4 separate regions of the Sus scrofa genome follow, and all the other regions are linked to region 2. A link is a contact called in public HiChIP or PLAC-seq data. All regions are on one chromosome and are shown on one strand. The core of a region is the stretch at or near the end of the contact, and the rest is flanking DNA. Distances in the headings are between cores, read along the strand shown. Region 1 holds the start of TFAM (transcription factor A, mitochondrial). Region 2 holds the start of ZNF32 (zinc finger protein 32). Region 3 holds the start of UBE2D1 (UB2D1). Region 4 holds the start of CISD1 (CDGSH iron-sulfur domain-containing protein 1).

Evidence for each region. HiChIP or PLAC-seq counts read pairs in DNA pulled down with a chosen protein or histone mark.
Region 1: a contact with region 2 is called in an H3K27ac HiChIP or PLAC-seq map of alveolar macrophages. The contact joins the promoter of TFAM here to the promoter of ZNF32 in region 2. A contact is called at or near these places in 1 of 5 promoter capture datasets (liver) and 2 of 2 datasets of contacts at active chromatin or transcription factors (alveolar macrophages and skeletal muscle).
Region 3: a contact with region 2 is called in an H3K27ac HiChIP or PLAC-seq map of alveolar macrophages. The contact joins the promoter of UBE2D1 here to the promoter of ZNF32 in region 2. A contact is called at or near these places in 2 of 47 Hi-C or Micro-C datasets (heart right ventricle and skeletal muscle) and 1 of 2 datasets of contacts at active chromatin or transcription factors (alveolar macrophages).
Region 4: a contact with region 2 is called in an H3K27ac HiChIP or PLAC-seq map of alveolar macrophages. The contact joins the promoter of CISD1 here to the promoter of ZNF32 in region 2. A contact is called at or near these places in 1 of 47 Hi-C or Micro-C datasets (skeletal muscle) and 1 of 2 datasets of contacts at active chromatin or transcription factors (alveolar macrophages).

What each region holds. Positions count from the first base shown.
Region 1 is chr14:92,278,125-92,281,578 of Sscrofa11.1, reverse strand. TFAM (transcription factor A, mitochondrial) reads left to right here and starts at 1,848. Exons shown (of 7, transcript NM_001130211.1): 1 at 1,848-2,251; 2 at 2,795-2,913. The coding sequence starts at 2,151.
Region 2 is chr14:92,149,384-92,152,803 of Sscrofa11.1, reverse strand. It overlaps ZNF32 (zinc finger protein 32), which reads right to left and starts at 1,573. Exons shown (of 3, transcript XM_021073021.1): 1 at 1,470-1,573. It also overlaps the pseudogene LOC102167823.
Region 3 is chr14:92,328,866-92,331,923 of Sscrofa11.1, reverse strand. It overlaps UBE2D1 (UB2D1), which reads left to right and starts at 1,711. Exons shown (of 7, transcript NM_001078674.1): 1 at 1,711-1,734. The coding sequence starts at 1,711.
Region 4 is chr14:92,380,628-92,383,766 of Sscrofa11.1, reverse strand. It overlaps CISD1 (CDGSH iron-sulfur domain-containing protein 1), which reads left to right and starts at 1,465. Exons shown (of 3, transcript XM_021073223.1): 1 at 1,465-1,668. The coding sequence starts at 1,644. It overlaps IPMK (inositol polyphosphate multikinase), which reads right to left and starts at 296. Exons shown (of 6, transcript XM_021073222.1): 1 at 1-296.

The DNA.
Region 1 (3,454 bases), core at 599-3,098, 130 kb before region 2:
TTTTGTCTTTTTGCCTTTTCTAGGGCCACTCCTGCGGCATATGGAGATTTCCAGGCTAGGGGTCTAATCAGAGCTGTAGCCGCCGGCCTATGCCACAGCCACAGCAATGGGGGATCCACGCAGTGTCTGCGACCTGCACCACAGCTCACGGCAACGCTGGATCTTTAACCCACTGAGCAAGGCCAGGGATCGAACCCGCAACATCATCGTACCTAGTCAGATTCGTTAACCACTGCGCCACGACGGGAACTCCCAAAAAGACACTTTAAAACAACAAAATTATTTTTTTAAATATCCAAAAGAAGCTTAACTTTATGTCAAACATCTGAAAGAACAAAAACATTCCAAGAAAATATAAAGAAAAAATATTTCAAAAATCAGCTAAAATGTAACTGTAAGGAATTCTATCCTGTACTTAATCTCTATCTTGATACTCTGTTGTAACTTCATTTCTTTGATTCTGCCACTTGACTTCACACAGAATGCTGTGTTTTTTATCTGCATTTGGGACCCTGTACATAGTATATATGTACTCGGAAAAAACAAAAACTCGTCTCTTCCATGACAGGGTGAGAGTTTGAACAGATGAGACTGTGTGAAGCAGGAAATGGTGGTAGATGCTTACCACTTCAGAGAAAAAGTGGGCTTAGTCCTTTCTAGCACCAAAGGGCCAATTTTTCAAAGCTACAGAAAGATAGAATCAGCTTAATATTATTACACTGGTAAAAATTTTCTGGAGTTCCCATCATGGCTCAGCCAAAATGAATCTGACTAGGAACCATGAGGATGCAGGTTGGATCCGGGCCTCGCTCAATGTGTTAAGCATATGGCATTCCGTGATCTGTGGTGTAGGTGGCAGATGAAGCTCAGATCTGGTCTTGCTGTGGCTGCGGTGTAGGCGGGCAGCTGCAGCTCAGATGTGACCCCTAGACTGGGAACCTCCATATGCCGCAAGTGCGGCCCTAAAAAGACGCCCCTCCCCCAAAAAAAGAATTTTCTGACAATTACAGCTATCCAACAAAGGAAAGGCTGTTTCAAGAGTTGGCAATCCTTGAAGCAATTGGAATGTAAAAACTAGGAGAGCCCTTAGCTTTAGTCTTTAGATCTTCCCAAACTTTTTCATGCCATTGTCCACGCAGAAAAATGGTTGTACAAAACGCATCGACCAATATTTTAAGGCGTACCTGCCACTGTTCTCAGGGCTTTGGTTGGGAGTACTCTGATCTAGTCCAACATCCTCATCTGCAGAAGGGAGAAATTAAATCTTAGAGGATGCGACATTCCCCGATTAGGATGTTAATACCGGATCTAGGATTCTAGTTCCAGACTATTAACTAGTCAATGTCTCCTCCCCACAAATTAAGCAGGGTTGGATATCAAGTTTGAAGTCTGGGTCAGCGACAGCTGCAGTGGATGGGAAGATGGTCTGGATCTGTATTGCTTTAAATGTGGCCCCATGACCATTTGTTAAACCTTAAGGATCCTGTTAAAAACGCGGAGACCTGGGAACCCACACAGGTACACTGAATCAAGCTCAGCAGCAAGGCCCGGAAATCTGCATTCAAAGGTTTGAAACCAGGCTCCACCCAACTCGTCGTCAGTAATTTTGACTCTGAGCTCCAGCTCCTGCTTGAACTTAGGCACTCTGCTGGGCGCAAAGCACCCAGCCACCTGACCTCAGAGCAGCGTGGGCGACACAGGTACTCGCGGTAAAACTGTCTGTTGCGTACTAGCCCTCCCTGCCGTCACAGGCAGACGCCAGCCACTGCCTCCATCAGCCTCCTGGCCCCGCCACGGAATACGCTGTGGAAGCGGGGGCCGGGGGCGGCTCAGCAGCGCCCCCTCGAGGCCAGGGCCCTCCGCAGGCGAGCCGGGCTGCGGTTTCCCTTCTCCGCCCCCGAGCTCCTCCTCCTTCGTCGTAGTCCCGCCCACCTAGGAAGCGACTACTGCGTCTGCACCTTTTTCCTTGTCCCCGCCCCCTATCTAAACCGGATGTTGACTGATTTCCCATAGTGCCTCGCGAGTGGCGGGCATGATAGCGAGGTCTGAAGAGTTGCTTGCGAGTTCAAGTCGTCATTGTTGGGGTTGTTCTCTTGCGCTCGGGAGCTGCACAAGATTGGGGCCTGGTCAGTGCTTTGTCTACGGGTGCAATGGCGCTTCTCCGGGGCGTGTGGGGCGTGCTGAGTGCCCTGGGAAAGTCAGGAGCGGACCTCTGTGCGGTTTGTGGAAGTCGACTGCGCTCTCCGTTCAGGTAGGACTGCTTACCTTGCGCCTCGGGAGGCGGCAGGGCTCACGATGCCCTGCAGTTGTAATGTGGAAGCTTTTCTCCGCTTTCTGTTCCCCCAAAAAGGTCAGGGCCACCTTGGTCCTGTGATTCAGACCTCGACCTTGCCAAGGGGATGGTGGCTTTGAGACAAGGCCTCACTCCATCAGTACCCCGTGCCTTGCTTCCGGCCCTCCCCACTGTCTATACTTGGAGCCCGCGGTTTGGCATCCCCCTCGAAGCTCCCAGATTCTCCCGCCTTCGTCTAGGCACTGAGAAGGCGGGGCGCAGGAGCTGGATTATACATATTTTCCTCCACTTTCTGCCCTTCCTAGAAAGTAAGGGCTTGGAGACTTCAGTTTTACGAGCTCCTCCATCTGGCTGGGACAGGATTTTAATATCACTAGCTGTCTAATCGAAGGTGTTAGATAGCATCTTGATGACATCTCATTTGATATCTGTGTTCATATACATGTGAATATGAGCACCTAAATGCTTATTAACATTTGTTTTCTTTTTATTTGTACGTAGTTTTGCGTATGTACCAAGATGGTTTTCATCCACCCTGAGTGGTTTTCCAAAGAAGCCTATGACTTCATACGTTCGATTTTCTAAAGAACAGCTACCCATATTTAAAGCTCAGAACCCAGGTAAGGAGTTTTGGGCTTTGTACTCTTCTCTTATGTAATATAGAGGCCACTAAGCAGTTAAACTGCAAACTTAATATTCATTACCAAAGCATTCAGTGACGGCAAAACGTAACCATTCTGTGTGATGGTCTGTAAAACAGCAGATGTATTTTTTTACCAAACAAAAATGTCTTATTATTTTTGCTTTTCAGGGCCAAACCCTAAGGCATATGGAGGCTCCCAGGTTAGGGGTCCAATCAGAGCTACAGCTGCCGGCCTACACCACAGGCACAGCAACACAGGGTCCGAGCTGTGTCTTCAACCTACACCGCCGCTCACAGCAGCACCAAATCCATAACCCACTGAGCGAGGCCAGGGATCCAACCACAACCTCATGGTTGCTGATCGGATTTGTTTCCTCTGCACCACTACGGGAACCCCAAAAAAGTATTTTTAGAATAGCATCAGGTAGAGTGGAAAACAGCCAGGAAAAAGAATGAAAAACCAAAATTTGGGGCCTAGTTGCCATTAGTCTAGAGGACCATTGATGAATCATTTTACC
Region 2 (3,420 bases), core at 324-2,823:
ATTTTTTTATTTATTATTTTTTTTTGGAGGGAATATTCTTATTTCAGGACCCTAATTACTGAATTCTTATACTTTATTTATGCAGTGGTTCAGTGTATAATCTTTGTTTTCCTCCAATATTTAACAAGAAAATGCTGACCTCCTGATTTAATGAAATAGCAGTGTGATGCAACAATTCTGTGTTAATCCAAGCATCTGGTCTTCTTGACACCTGCATTTTCTGCTACATATCATGGTGACTGGAGAGGCATTTAAACTCTTAGTTGGCAGATTCAGGTTCAGTTTGGAGTATAAACCACAATGCAATGCCCTATCAAAGTGTCAGGACACTACAGGACCTTTCACTAGGAAGTTCAAGGTGTTACTGCTCAACAGCTGCACATCAGCCAAGTCAACGTAACGTATATGTACCTGCTGCCTAAGGTTGGACTCTGTCCCTGGTGAGTCCAGCAAATAGAGCTTGGAACCGTGGGTAGAATTTACAGCTGTGCCTCTCCACGTGCTGTGAGATATTCAGGAAGAACTCAGATGTGTCTATGGAACCTCTTTGATTAATAAAGGGAATCTGTCATAATTTTCTCCCTAGATTACACAAGTCTGGGGAGTCAATTTCCTAAAGATTTTGGAGAAAGCCACTTTATACTAGAAAACATTTCTTTTCCTATCAGAAAGGCCATTATATCCTGTGGTTTAGAGTTAGGCCATGAGAGATTTGGATTACACTCTCAGTCCTCTCAAATGACATTGGGCAAGTAACCAAACAGCCCTCACTCTATCTCCTCACTTAATAAATACTTTGATAACAAATATGAAGTAGCTCCTGGGCAAATAAAAAACCAATTGTGAAGGGCCTCTGACATGTCCTACAGACTTAAGGCCTAAAGTTGAGAAGTCCTGAGGAGATGACTAGAAGAGGGGGAACTTTTGCTATCTTGAGGATAGTTTCAGGATTAGGAAATTCTGGGTAGGGGTGAGTTTTTCCTCCACACACCTGAATCCAGTTTGTCCTTTCCCATTCTCCACCCAGCGGGGTTTGTCCTTTCTCCCATTCACCCACCCCAGAGAGACACCGCTTTCCCCTGTCCAACTTCTTAAGGCCCTGGGGCACACCTGACTGTGGCCTCCCCGCCCACAGCTCCAGGTGCCAGGCCTTCCCCACACCCCGCCCTGCGGTGCGGCGGAGGGGCCCCCGCTAGTCCGAACAGGCTCTACCCTCCCGCCTCAGGCTCCCCCAACCCCGCGTTCCCGGGCCCCCAGGGCCGCCCTGCGTGCTGGGCCTCAGCACCCCGCTCTCTGGTCCAGATGGACCTTTTCTTGCGGGCCGCAGACCTCTCCCCTCTTAGTTGGCCGCCCTGGGGGTCCAGGCTGGTCAGGCCCGCTCAGGGTCTCGGGGGAGCTCGGGAGCCGTAGCCTGTCGGCGGGGCCCCGCCTCACCCGGGCGCACTGACCCGGCCGGCGGCCTCACTCACCGCAGCGGCGCGCGCCCGCAGACAGACAAAGGCCGGCACCGATCCCACAGCAGCGCCGGCGCGAGCAGACCGGACTACAGCTCCCAGGAGGTTCCGCGCGAGCTGGAGGCTGGGGCCTCGGCGGCCCCGGCTTTCCCGAGCACTGTGGGAAACGTAGTTCGGCGATGCGTCCGGCCTCTCGGGACTCTGCGGGTCCAGGTGATCGCTGGGCGCTCAGGCCACCTCCATATGGTCCTCAGCCGGTGGCGCTGATTCGTTCGCGGGTGTATGTAGAGCGGGCACCAAGAGCGCCGAAAGGCTGCTCAAATTAGCCAGGCGTGTGTAGGCAGCTTGTGAAGTCGTCCGCTGAACCAAGAAACTGAGAATCTGGGTTCTTGCATTAGGTATGGTGGGAGGAAGCTCATTGGGAAGAAATGAGTTGATAAAACCTTGGGTGCTTGGAGGTTTTGTTTTGAGCCATTGGGGGAGCAAAGACTAAGTATTCTGTAGTTAGAGCTCTGAGGCGAGGAGCAGATATTTCAAGCGAAGTCTGTGGCGTTTTGGAACACCAGAGGAGAATTTAGTGAGGTTGGGGAGGAGTCTGGTGGAGGGCTATGCTCTTCTTATCCCGTTAAAGAATTTGCATCCGAAATAATGGGTAAGAGATCCGGTTTGGAATTGTCTTGAATTTGCATGTCAGCTCCACCACTGACTAGCTGCAGAATTCTGGATAGGCTTCTTACCTGGTGGGGAGCCCAGGATGTGGTTAGGTGGCAGCTACAGAGGCTTCTTGAAAGGGCCAGAATCCAAGTCAGGTCACCCTCTTGATACTTGCAGAGCAAAGGCAGGTATGTAAGAACCCAGAAAAAAAAAATCTTTCTGCATGTACCCCCTCTGAGTTTTGGAGAGAAAACACTATTTTCTAGGATAAGAAATTAGATTTTTTTCTTACATGGATAAATTGTAAGTTTTGAAAATCACTCAGCAAGTTAGATGAGCTCTTTTTCATGAGGCTTCTTTGTGAAGTACAGGCATTCAAATCCTGTTGTGTGATCCTAAGAGGGGGCAAGGCTCCCTAAATGCCTTAAGCCACCTTCAAATGTATTTTTATAGGATCCTGGCCTCTGAAAGGGAATTTGGGAGAGGGAAGAATGGTATTAAAATTTTCTATGGCTGAGACTGCTTGGGCTTCCTCCCCGTTTGAATCGCTTTCGTCTTCCTTCATCCTGGAGCTCTCCTCAGTGTAATTCTCTCCAGGTTCCCTGCTCCAGAGCTCCTACGCAGAGGCTAGTTTATCCTATTAAAGGAGAGGTTTCATAAGGTATGTTTCCTCTTACTATGTGTTTGTCCTCTACCCAAAAGTCACCTGTTAAACATTTAACAACAAAAACAAAACATTTAATTTCTCACTGTGTACAAAGTGTAAGTTGATTGCTAAGTGTTAGTTTCACTATCACTAATAACATCATTATTTAAGTTCATTGAACCTGTATGTTCTGAGCCCATTTTAAGCGTCAGGTACTCTGCTGGGCTTTGGACACATAAATGTAAAAAAGATATACTCTCTTCTCCTAGGAAGGGAGCTGACAGTCTAGTTTAGAAGACAAACACACACCTTTCCTCAAAACCCAGGACAGCAGTACAGAAAAGTCCCTGAGTGTGTAGGGGGAACTGCCCTGTAGGCCTGGCTCCTGAAGGCGCCTCAGCACAAATGCAGAGCTTCCTGTGGTGCCTCCTTCATTATTTGCTCCAGAATCACAGAGAGAAAGGGGTAGGGCATTAGGAGGTGAAGCACAGTCATCACATCCTTTCCTTCTAGAGCAGCCACAGACAATTTTCAGTGCCCAGGTGGCACCCAGCAAAGGCCAGTCCTTGCAGCTGACTGGATGGTGCTGTATGAGTGTCTCTGCTCCCTTCTCTCCCAGGGCTGTATCCGCAAAGCTGCAAGGCTGCGTATGTCACCCCCAGGTCT
Region 3 (3,058 bases), core at 462-2,961, 180 kb before region 2:
ACCTCAAGAAAAAGGAAGTAAGAGAATAGCTAAACTCCAGAAAGATTTTAGTATTATGTTTATTTTGGGGGAAGGGGATGAGAGGCTTCTAAATCAAGTTTCAGATTCCATTACACATTTCCATCATTCTTTCACTATCCTATCTACCTAGGACTTTAAGTTACATGAGTGGATTTTTGTTCCTTGTTCTTTGTAAGCCTTTAAAGAAGCTATGGTAGCTACTGTTTGGGGCTTTCCTCCAACCCTGACATTGTAACACATTCTCATTCCTGGCCACAAAGAAGGAAGGTGGACATGTCCAGTAGACTTTTGGACATAAAAGGCTGAAATTTGGGTGAGAGTTTCATTGGAAAGAAAGATTTTAAGTCATTATCATATAGAAAAAAACAAGGAAATAATTTTTATAGAGCACTTTCAACATATTAGGTATTGTGGCATGTTATATGTATATCAGTTAATTTTTACAATAACATATCTAGAGATTTTGACATGAGGAAACTGAGGCTTAGAGAGTTTAATTGACTACACAACCACACAGTGGGTACGAATCAGAGCTGGGATCCCATTCCAGGAGAGGATCTGTCTACAAAGCCCTCCCTCCAGCCAAGCTTCGTGGGCTCCCACCCAGTTCATGGTAGAGATCAGAGACTGGAACTCCAGGCCACTCTGACTCTTGAGAAGGGGAGCTAGTGACAAAAAAGCCAAAGCCAGAGGAGTAAAAACCCCAACTACCCTAGTGCTCTGGTAGGCGGTAAGTATTTTAAAAAGCAAAAGGTAGCCAGCAATGAAATAGGTCAAAAACGTCATGGAGGAAAAGGAGCGAACTCGATTTGGGAAGTAGAAGCTCAAGTGCGACTCTGGTGAGAAGCGAGTTCTGCTGGTGCTGAAAGCAGAAGCCAAGTTTTATTGAGCACACACGTTCATAAGAATTGAGTGAGTGAGGAGCGCGAGGAGACTATGGGGACAGAGCAGGTACTACTGGTCTGTCAACGGAAAGGAAGGAGGATGAAACTCAGAATTGGGAGTTCCAAGAAGAAGCAAACATGGTGGGATTAGCATCAGATAGAAGGGGCGACTTTTGAAATAGGAATTAAGGAGGTAAGGTGTCTTAACTGGTATAAGTCTGTGCATATGTGAGAAATTGACGCAATTCAAGTATTTGAGAAGAGGGTAAAATCTGTAAACGTAAAAAAAAGCAAGATGAGCTACAGCACGTCAGAAATTCTTGTACATGTTTTTCAAGCTAATTTGTTATCCTCATTTTACAGAATGGGGACTCCACTTCAGTACCTTGCTCAAAATCCAACTGCAGAGACCTACTCAACCCGGGGTAGTTCTGAGATCAGCCTGCGGGTCTAGGTCATCTGTGAGCAACGCACCCCCGCCCCGGGCGGCGGCCAGGAAGAGCCGGAACTACACTTCCCAAAGTGCCCGGCGGGATGGGGCGGGGCGGGGCGGGGCGGACACAGCCTCCTTCCCAGAAGCAAAAGCGGAAACAAAAGAGTCTCACCGGCGTCCCCGCCCGCATACTGGCGCTGGGGCGCACTCGGAACGGGCAGCGGCTCCCGGAGCGAGCGAGAGAGCAGCAAGCCGGGACCCTCCCGGCTGAGCCAGCCGAATAGCCAGCGAACCGAGTCCGCAACGATCCCACGCCTCCGAGCCCCGAAGCCGTCCCCCACCGGCCAGTGTCCCCGCTGTCCTCCCTGACCCATGGCGCTGAAGCGGATTCAGAAAGTGAGTGCCGGGGCCCGGTCTGGGGCGGGGGCTTCAGCCCCCTGCCCACGCTGAGCCCGGCGGTGGTCTGAGAGTTGTGCCTGGAGGGAACGTGAAAGAAGGATGGGCCGGGGCGGGAACCAGGGGCCAGGGATGCTGGCGGGGCCAGCGGGCACCCGACAGGTGAGGTGGGAGCAGCGGCAGGTCCCGGGCGCTGGAGGTGCTGGGAGGCAGGGGGCCCGCCGTGCGCTCTCTCAGGACCTGCGCCCGGAGCCCCGGCCGGAGATCGTTTCGGTCTCCAGACCTTCCCGAAATCTGTGCTTCTCGGTCGCGCCTGAATTTTGTCCTATACCGGGCGAGTTTTGGCCCTTGTCATGCTGCTTTCTTCAAGCTGTTTCTTAAGCCGGTTCTCTTTTATGTTCTTGTCTCCCTGGACTCCCGGGGAGGGCAAGGAAGGTGTGGTGGGCCTGCAGCCTTCCTCCGCGGAGCCCTTGGATTTGTTCTTTCTCTCCTCTGAGGTTGGCTCTTGCTCAGATGCCCGAATGGGCTGGAAAAGCCTGTTTGGGGCCGAGAAGCCTCCTGCCCCTTCTATTTTGGTCCCTCTGCTGCTGCCACTTCAGGTCACATAGCTGTAGTGAAAACATAGTTGCTGATACACAGCAAGATGACCTCCTGGCTGTGATTCATGGCAAGTCAAGCCAAGCAGGTTTTTTTTACCCCTCATGATAAACTTAGGTGTAAAGTTTGAGACACAACAGAAACTGCCACAAATTTAATTGTTTGATGTTTTGACACATGGGTATAGAATGAGGAAGAAATGTGTACGTTCATTAAAGAAATGTTTGTCTATCCCAAACGCAGTGTAAGGTATTGTCTTCTCTTGCATAGTATCTATTGCTACTGTCTCTACATGAACATCTTACAAAATTGGGTTGGGGCATTTTCTTTCTGTTCACTTTTACTTCTTGTTAGGTGATTTGGTCTGTTCACTGACACAAGTTTTAGGTTTTATTGGTATGTTTCATGTGGAGAACATTGAGAATTTGTTATTTTAATGGGAGTTAGGTTCAGCAAGTTAAGCCAACAATGGACAGTATGTTTTGTAAAGGATTTCAGAAGAAATCCTACCGAAAAAATTTATCAACCTTTTCAGGCATGAATCAAAAGAACAGTGATAGAGATGTTTTCTTAGTCACCATTGGTGGCATCTTCTGGTACAGAGGACAGCAACTTTCTAGAACCAGCCAATTTTGGGGGGGGAGAGTCAAATACTAAATCTGTGGAATATTGTTAATTTTTGTACTTTTTAAAGTTCCTCTCGCTATAAAGCCCATAGCTAATGATC
Region 4 (3,139 bases), core at 216-2,715, 230 kb before region 2:
GGCGGAGGGAGGGGGCGCCGAGAACCGAGGGTCGCTCAGTCTCGGCCGCGAGGAGGCCCGGGGGTTTCTGCGGCTGGTGGCCGCTGTGGCCCGATGAGGGGGCCCATGACGCCGCAGAGGCGCGGGCGCTCCCCTGCCCAACTCTGGGCAGAGCGCGGCTCCCTGCTCCCTCAGCTCCGCCGCCGGCCCCGGCGCAGCCCCGGAGACGGATCCGAGCGGATGAGCTGCGGCTGCGGCGCCCCGCGCTCCCAGGGGCCTTGACGGCGACGGCGGCCCCACCTCCCGCGCCCCCGCCCCCTCCCGCCGTCCTCCAGTCCCCTTAGCTGCCGCGCGCGCGTCAGCGCCGCCTGCACCGCCGCCTCCGCCGCAAGCTTCCGACTGCGCGACCAGCGGCCGCTGCCGCCACTGAGCATGCCCAGAGGCCGCCCGACGGGACCCCCGCGGCGGGGCGTGCGCCCCGGCCGCCAGGGCGAGCGGAAGGCGACCTGGATGCTGGGAAGACGCTGGCGGCCTTTCTTGTCCCCACCCTGACTGGCCGTGTGACGCCTGCAGGGCTGTTGTGTCCTCATTCATTCAGTGCGCGTTTGCACGCTTACCGGGGTCCGGCTCAAAGATGCCAGAGGCTCCCAATTGTGAGGACCAGTCAGTCCCGCGTTAGGAGAGTTAGGAGGGTGGCTGTGCCCAGGATGACTTGTGAGGCCACCCTTTAACTGCGATTACCTCCCTACAATCCCCAGCCGCACAGATACAACAGGAGTAAAAACTGGCAGTTTCTTAGCAGACGCGCCTGCAAAACACCCTTCAAGTAATACTATACCCCCTCCGAAAATTGGTGCCCCTAAGCAACTAAGAAAAGAAAGAAAAAGAAACCGACACCTATATCAGACTGCAAAAGATAAGGAATAATCTTTTTTAAGTGATCATTTTTTTTCTCTTAATGAAAAGAGCCAGGTTTTTTTCCCCTCCCTCAACACGAAGTTGTGTTAAGGCAAGGTCCCTTACGTTAAGGCAAGATCCAAGGTCCTCAATAGATGGAGAATTGGGTAGGCAGAAAAAAGGGATGCACAGTGGGAGCGAGGGGAGAGCCTAGAATGAGACATCACAGTGGGTTCCTGTGTCTGTCACTGGCATTTCATATAACTGGACTTCGCCCTGCAGGTACCAGACTAAACAAGAAAATGTGGGGTAAAACCTTAGATATCTGATTTTGGCAAGTGTTACATCAGCACTTGTTCTCGGTCCAGAGAAATCCGCGCACCTGGGAGAAACATAAAACCTGGCCTGGACTCCCTATTCCAAAGGCCCTTTTCCTGGGCTCCAGAACCAAGCGCCTAAGGATTGCGCAAACTCAGTTGCTACCTCTCTAGGTCGCTACTTCTCTAGGTCTCTCCCTCCTCCCCCCTCCTGCGGCTGTCAAAATCCGGACTCAAGATCTCCCAAAGGCCCGGGACACAGCTCTGCGCATGCTCAGCACTAGCCTGACGGATAATACACACGTGCTTACCGATCGTCGCGGCGCCTGCGCGGTAGCAGCCTGGAGTCGGTGCCCTTAGGACCGTCGCTGGTCGCCCCTTGACTCCCGCTGTCCGCGCGAGCCGGTTTGTGCTCAGCGTCCAGTGCACATCCTTGCAAGCGACGGCGCCATGAGTACGACTTCCAGCGTACGAGGTGAAGTGGGGCCTGGGAGTGGGTAAGGCTGGCGGCCTGCGCACCGATTGCAGATCCCTCAGCGCCTCTTTGGGCTGTTACTGCCGCTCGCTCTGCGCGCCCGCCGGTCCTGTAACCTTGAGATGCAGAAGGGCAAGCGTTCCGCTGGCCTTCGGGCTCCCCGGACCGCACGGGGAAAAGAGCAAGATCAGAGTATGATCTCCAGGCATAAGTGGCATGGGGGCCATGCAGGCATCTACCCAGTTTTAGACCGCATTTCCCCAAACTAGCTAAACCCTAAATCCTAACGATTCTTGCTCTGCTAGTTTTTCTTATCCCCTGCGACGCCTGTTTTGTCATAGGGCCTGGATAAAAGGAAAGATGAAAACAAACAAAAAACCCTCTTCTCCACTCTCAACCCTTAAATCACCGTGGAGTGAGAACGTCGATTTCCTGCAACCATCAAGCGGTGCATGCATGACTAATCACATCTTAGTTTTTTGCACACGTTTTTTTAAAGGAAGGAAACCCAATCCGGGGTCTTCAGTTTTCCCAGGTTTTTTTGTTTTGTTTTTGTTTTTGTTTTAATGCCTCTGGCATCTGGCTCTCGGTGGCAGTAGTCCAAGAGAGGATAGAAAACTGAGTTGGAGCTCACTGATCCTTCACCTTTCTCAGCCTTGCTTCCCTTGTGCTGGTACCTGGGGTTTGAAAATGTTACTTCACAGAAGGTTCGATTAAAATTAGACTTTCTAGAAGTCAGTTAATGTGGGGCTTCACTTCATAATAATTCTTGATGGTAGTATAATTGTTAATTTAATAATGTGTACCATCCAGTATACATGTGATCTTTGCCAGGTATATAACGCCACACCTCAAGGTTTGGTAACGTGTAATGATAGTTAAGTAAAGGCAAAGAGATTGCCCAGAAGTCAATTAAAAATAGCGCTCTTGATTCATTTAGTGAATATTGAGCATCTGGAGTGGGAGGTGTAAAAGATCCCTACTAACTTGCACCCTAGTTTTGTTGCAAAAGTTACCTAACAGAGTGAGGTTGGTAATCCATGACGTTTTTAAGTTCCTAATGTGGCATATAGGAGGTGATTACTTGGAAAAGTTATTTCAAAGGGTATTCATCATTAGTCTCCCTTAAGTAGAGTCATCCTTGTTGCAATTAAAGTAGAGATTGGAGTTCCTGTTGTGGCTCAGCGGCAATGAACCTGTCTAGTATCCATGAGGACGTGGATTCAATCCCTGGTCCTGCTCAGTGGATTAAGGATCTGGTGTTGCCACAAGGTGTGGTGTAGGCCAAAGTTCCAATTTGACCCCTAGCCTGGGAACTTATATCTGCCCTAGGTGCGGCCCTATTTAAAAAAAAAAGAAGAAATAAAGTAGGGATTGATTTTTGATTTTTGTTTGTTTTGTTGTTAATTTTTTTTTTCCTGAGGAAATTGTTGTGTAAAATAAGATAAATGTGACTCGAACCACTGAAGGA